Regions from separate parts of the Hordeum vulgare genome. Here region 1 is linked to region 2. The links are chromatin contacts, called in public HiChIP or PLAC-seq maps. All regions are on one chromosome and are shown on one strand. The core of a region is the stretch at or near the end of the contact, and the rest is flanking DNA. Distances in the headings are between cores, read along the strand shown. Region 1 holds the start of LOC123426925 (TPD1 protein homolog 1A-like). Region 2 holds the start of LOC123426920 (probable cellulose synthase A catalytic subunit 1 [UDP-forming]).

Region 1 (2,700 bases), core at 67-2,566, 200 kb after region 2:
ATGACTGCGGAGGAAGAACACAGCCTGATCCAGAGCAGGGGAGAGCACTGTGGTGGAGCGGCTCTCCCTGGGGCGCCGAGACGGGTCGAGGTGGCGGAGCATGGATGGAGCCGACGGAGCCATGGTCGTGGGGGGTGGAGGAGGGAACCGGAGGCGGTCAGACAGGTGAATCGCGCGAGGTGCCGGACCCAACCTATCCCTAATCGAGCTATTCGCCTTACAATTCTGGGGGCAACGAGAGGCGATGTGCCCTGCTCGCCTACAGATGAGGCAGTGTACTGGGTCGTGGCAGGCAACTAGGCAATGACGCTTGCTAAGACAACGAAAACAGCGGCCGGCGAACGGATTTAAAAGGTGCGGCGCAGCTTGCGGGCCACCAGCAGAGGAGACGCCGCGGCGGTCCGTCCGGTGCGTACCTCGGAGAGACCGGGGGACCGAGGGCTCCGCCGGTGTCAGGCGGCTTCCCCGCCGGGCCACCTCAGTCCAGCCCGGATCCGGCCCCGAAATGGCAACCTCGGCCCTCGAGGAGTCGACGATGATGGACTTGACGCGCGGGGCTTGAATGCGCCCGGACTCCTGTGGGACAGGTGATGGAGCCAGATCCCGCGGATCCCGTCCCATGTCCACCATCGGTGCTGGGGAGGAGGCACGGGGCGGACCGTCGGTTGCAGCATAGGAGCACTCTCCTCGGAGCAGTAGCCTCGGCATGGGAGCCGGATCCGGCAGCAGACCATGAAGAACCCGGGGCGACGCAGGGGATGCAGGCGACGGACCATGGGGCGGTGCGGCATCGCGCGGACCGGCGCCTGGAGGGGCCGGGAGAGCCGGCGGACCGCCGGGGGTTGGCCTGCCCCGGCCGGTCATAAGTGCTTGGAGGGTGGCCGCCACGGCCGGAGTGGCCAGCGGCGCCGGGTGGGGGTGGGGGTGTGAGTGAGCTCAGAGCTGTTACTCTTTTGTGCTGCGATTCCACCACCTCCAAAGATCAGTTGCCTCTAGAGCTCACTGTGCACGTAGATTTGTGAGTTGCCGCTTGTACTTGTTTCACTCTTGCGTATTCCTGAGAAAGAAACCATTCCCGCTCTAGCAAATCCACGGACCGGTTTCACCGCGTACGTCGTCCAGTCCAAACGATTCAAAATGAAACTGGAGTCGAAACAACGGAAGGGAGCAAAGCGAAAGAGAGCGCAGGTGGGAGCCCGAAACAGCGGAAGGGAGCAACAGAAGAAAAGAAGCAGCAGAGAAAGAAAGCGCTCTCGCAGCCAGCAAAGACGCCAAAAACGGCCAGAGCTTTTCCTTCCGGCAGGACACACTTTTGCCTTGGCCAGAAGCAAGCCAGACCGGATCGCTTTCGTTTGGTCCCCTGGGGCCTGGGCCTCCCCTCCGTCCCTCCCTCCACCACCAGCCTGAGCCACCGCGCCCAAATCCAAACCAAACCCAGCCCCTTCCTCCCCTTGTTGGCGGCGCGCACGCTACAGGGGTCTCTATCAATTCCACCGCCGCATCACCCACATTCCCTTCCTCGTCCGCTTGCGGCTTGCCCCACACGTGCGAGGGAGATTTATTTCGTCTCGGAGGCAGCCCAGCCCTACCAGATACTACTACTCCCCCGCACGTAGTACCCACCGGCCACGCCGCCCAGCGAAGCCGCCGCCCCCGCCGCCGCCGCCGCGTGCACTCCTCGCCGGCGACCACCGCACCGTCGTCGAGCCCGTCTCCAGGTACACAGCCGCCGTCATCCTTCCTCGCCTCCCGGTCCCGACCCATTTGGTGGCGTGGCGCGTGAACCCCGAGGCGTGGGCGCGCGCGTCCCGCCGCAGCGTTCTCCGCCGAGGCGCGCAGCGATTGGTGCGCGCCGATGGCGGCGAGCCAGGCCGGGGGAGCGAGGCCCGACTGTGGCGAAGCTGCTGCTTGCTGCTTTGTTGCCTCCTCCATGCCTACCTGCTGCCATCTGTTATCTCGACTTGTTAGATCTGTATCGTCGTTGATCTCCATGTTCTCCTCTGCTGTTCGTCTTATCCCAGGGCCTCAGCGAGATGAGGGCGTCCTCGTTGTCAGGTGCGCCGGCGGCTCGTGCGAGATCAGCGTGGGTTGTCGTGCTGCTCGCCGCGCTCTGCTCCGTCTCCTTCGCGTCCGCCTCCGTCGACTCCGTCTCCCTCGCGCCCGCCTCCGTCGACGCAGGTCGCTAACCTTGTCTGCCAACTCTCCCTTTCTCCATGTTTCTGTTTTGCCACGGTCTTCCATGTTGTAGTACTACTCTTCTGGATTTTTGGTTTTCTCCTTCATAAATCACACGGCCTTTGTTTCGATTTGAACCCTCGTATGGGTTCGGCTAAATTAAAAAAGAAAAACTTATCATGGTGCCATTTGTACTTTTACCAAGGATCGATCTCGGATAAGTTGCAACAAATTTTTCCTGCGCTCCATGTGGTTCCGTTGTTTTTTAAGATCCTGGGGCTTAATTAACTTGGAAATTTGTTTGTTGCAAAGATGATCCTTCTACTTCGGGTGGCTTTACTTTCCAAGTTCAAGTCCGGGCCCATCCTGTCTGTCCATTGTCCATCTATGCACTGTAGCACACGCGCAGTCCTACTCTATCTATCGATTGTTTGCACTCGGATCCTGGGCTAACGATTTTCCCCCGGCTCCGTGTGTTGCTGCAGGATTCTCGCCGACGCCCGCCGCTCCCGCCCCTACCCCCGG
Region 2 (2,715 bases), core at 131-2,630:
CATCACTTTATCAATCAAAAGGTACTTACATATTCATGTCTTTATGGTGTGATACATTGGAATATTACTATGCCGTTATGCTAGTGTTGTTTTGTTCATATATTACTAGTTGTGTGTTGTTTGGTTCATATACTATATTTAAAGGATTTTTTGAATGAATACCCAACCTTCATTTCCTCACGCCGTCACTGATGTAGCGTCCACATAAGTAAAATTTTTTTGGTGTGGTAAATAGTTAGTAGAAGCGCATTTTAAGCATACTTTTGAAGTGACATTAAAATCTTAGTAGTGTTGCGGCCATAATAAAGGAAGAGGATTTGTGGCCGTGAGCCTCTTGGGTGGGACGTAGAGTTTTTGCATCTGAGCTAAGTGAACAATATTTTTTTTTAAGATTTTGATTTTTTTGTTGACCAACATTGACAAAAGTTTTAAGTACATGCAAAAATTCGGCATGAAATAATTTTCAAAGTATCGATTCTGTTTTTTGGTCACGCCTTATAAAAGTGTTATTTCATGCCAATTTTTTGCACACACTTAAAACTTTTTTAATGTTGGTTTAAAAAATTTCATTTCATTTTATTTTATTTTATTTTACTGTTCATCAAGCTCATTTGAACTCGGGAGCGGAAGGGCACTTTTGTCTCAGGTGCCACTTCCCCTATGAATATCAAATCTAAAAGAATACCTCAACTACAATTATTTAGGGACGGAGGGAGTAGAAAATTTCACAAGTATATGGAATTTTAAAATATCAAATCTGGGTGTCTAATCTATTTCCGTGTGAAATTTCGTGAAGAATATCCATAGTGTTCTCAGTAAAAAGTGAAAATAAAAACTATGTACTCCCTTCGTTCCTAAATATAAGTCTTTTAAACAATTTTATTAGAGATCTACATATAAAGCAAAATGATTAAGTGTACACTCTAAATTATATATTTAGGAACAGAGGAAGTATAAAAAACTGTTTGGATGGCCATAGGTTGGATTGTATTTTATTCACCATGATACGATGTTTTACTTTTCTTCACCAAACTAAAAACAGGAGTAGAAAGTTCAAAAAAGAAAAAAAACGCGGGAGTATAATGACACCATGTTTGATATATCAAAATTCCTGTTTTTTCTAAAATTATCTGAATTTAATATTATATGCAGGGGTCACCGACGATATACTACCACTATCACAAATAAATGAATGAATATTGTTGGGATGTGATGACAAATCTCAAATCCTTTTCCATGCACGGAGCTACGAGATGGCAGAAGATTCCGACCCCCAATCAGATTTCGTTAGACCAGAGACAGAGGAGTAAAGAAAGAGGCCACCGACGGCCATTGACAGCGGCGCCTCAACCGCCATTATTGGGACAAGAACGGATTACCAGACGGGTTAGTTTAATGCAAAGCACGAGCTGCGCTGTTTACACTCCATCGCTCCCACGCTGTGCACAGAGCACAGTCGCACACACAAAGGTGGCTTCCAGGAATCGCTGAAATAGGAGACAAAGCACAGCACTTTTTTCTTCCTTGCCATGATAAGATAGAGGAGTGGAGGAGGAGGAGCAGCAGCAGCGGCGGCATTGCAGCAGCGGGCTGTGAGAGAGCTCACGCGCGGGGGTATCTTGGAATGGTGGCGATCTCCACCGATTCCTCTCGGATCTAGAGCGGCAGCTCGGCCTCTCTCTCTCTCTCGCCTTCGTCACCGCCGCCGGTGGGGTGTGAGGGCGGCGGGGGAGCGAAAGATGGCGGCCAACCGGGGGATGGTCGCGGGGTCGCACAATCGCAATGAGTTCGTCATGATCCGCAACGACGGCGACGCGCCCGCCCCGGTACGTTTGTCTCCCCTCCCCCCTCTTTCTTCCTGCCTGCTTCAGTGCCTGAATTTGCCGGTGCCATTTCTGTTCGTCACGTCTCGTTCATGCGGTGCGCGTGTCCGCGCGTCGGTGGATCTGGTGCGCGCGCTAGTCGCTGGATCTAGGTTGCGGTGTTAGGTGTAACAGCTCGAATTTCCCCCGATTACGTATGCATCTGCGGGGTTGCTCGTGCCGTTGGATTCATTGAAGAATCCCCCCTGTGCATCAATGGTGGCCCCGTTCATGTGAGGAATTGACGAGCGGTGGAGCAATTGGGAGATGTTCAGCGCCAGGGTTATCCATTCCCCTCCCCCCCTCTCTCTCTCACACACACACACACACACACGTTTCATATTCACTGATGAACCTACCTTACCTAAACATCGTGCAATTCATGCCATTCCCGACGTTTGGATCATAGTTTCAAATTTAGGCCAAGTAGATGATCAATTGCTGATCGACTATGGTACATGGGGGATTGCTTTCTCCTAGTAAGCTGTGTAATTTCACACGGGTGTGTGCTGACCTTGTTTTGATGTTACCGATGCAGGGTAAGGAGGTAAAAGGCGCGGGTGGTCAGGGCTGCCAGATATGTGGTGACACTGTTGGCGTTTCGGCCACCGGTGATGTCTTTGTTGCCTGCAATGAGTGCGCCTTCCCGGTCTGCCGCCCTTGCTATGAGTATGAACGCAAGGATGGGGTCAAATGCTGTCCTCAGTGCAAGACTAGATACAAGAGGCTGAAAGGTTTGTTTCTATACAGCATGCTGATTTGTTATGTGATCTGGATGAGAATTGCATATGGAAGTCTGCTTTCTGATTGCTTTATATGAGAGCCAAAGTCGTGGTATACTGGTCGTTGCTTG

What was found. HiChIP or PLAC-seq counts read pairs in DNA pulled down with a chosen protein or histone mark.
Region 1: an H3K4me3 HiChIP or PLAC-seq map of embryo shows a contact between it and region 2, with 6 times the contacts expected there. The contact joins the promoter of LOC123426925 here to the promoter of LOC123426920 in region 2. A contact is called at or near these places in 2 of 6 Hi-C or Micro-C datasets (leaf and seedling) and 1 of 1 datasets of contacts at active chromatin or transcription factors (embryo).

Annotation. Positions count from the first base shown.
Region 1 is chr1H:126,242,871-126,245,570 of MorexV3_pseudomolecules_assembly, forward strand. LOC123426925 (TPD1 protein homolog 1A-like) reads left to right here and starts at 1,317. Exons shown (of 4, transcript XM_045110853.1): 1 at 1,317-1,718; 2 at 2,022-2,178; 3 at 2,661-2,700. The coding sequence starts at 2,034.
Region 2 is chr1H:126,043,677-126,046,391 of MorexV3_pseudomolecules_assembly, forward strand. LOC123426920 (probable cellulose synthase A catalytic subunit 1 [UDP-forming]) reads left to right here and starts at 1,381. Exons shown (of 14, transcript XM_045110835.1): 1 at 1,381-1,826; 2 at 2,401-2,596. The coding sequence starts at 1,740.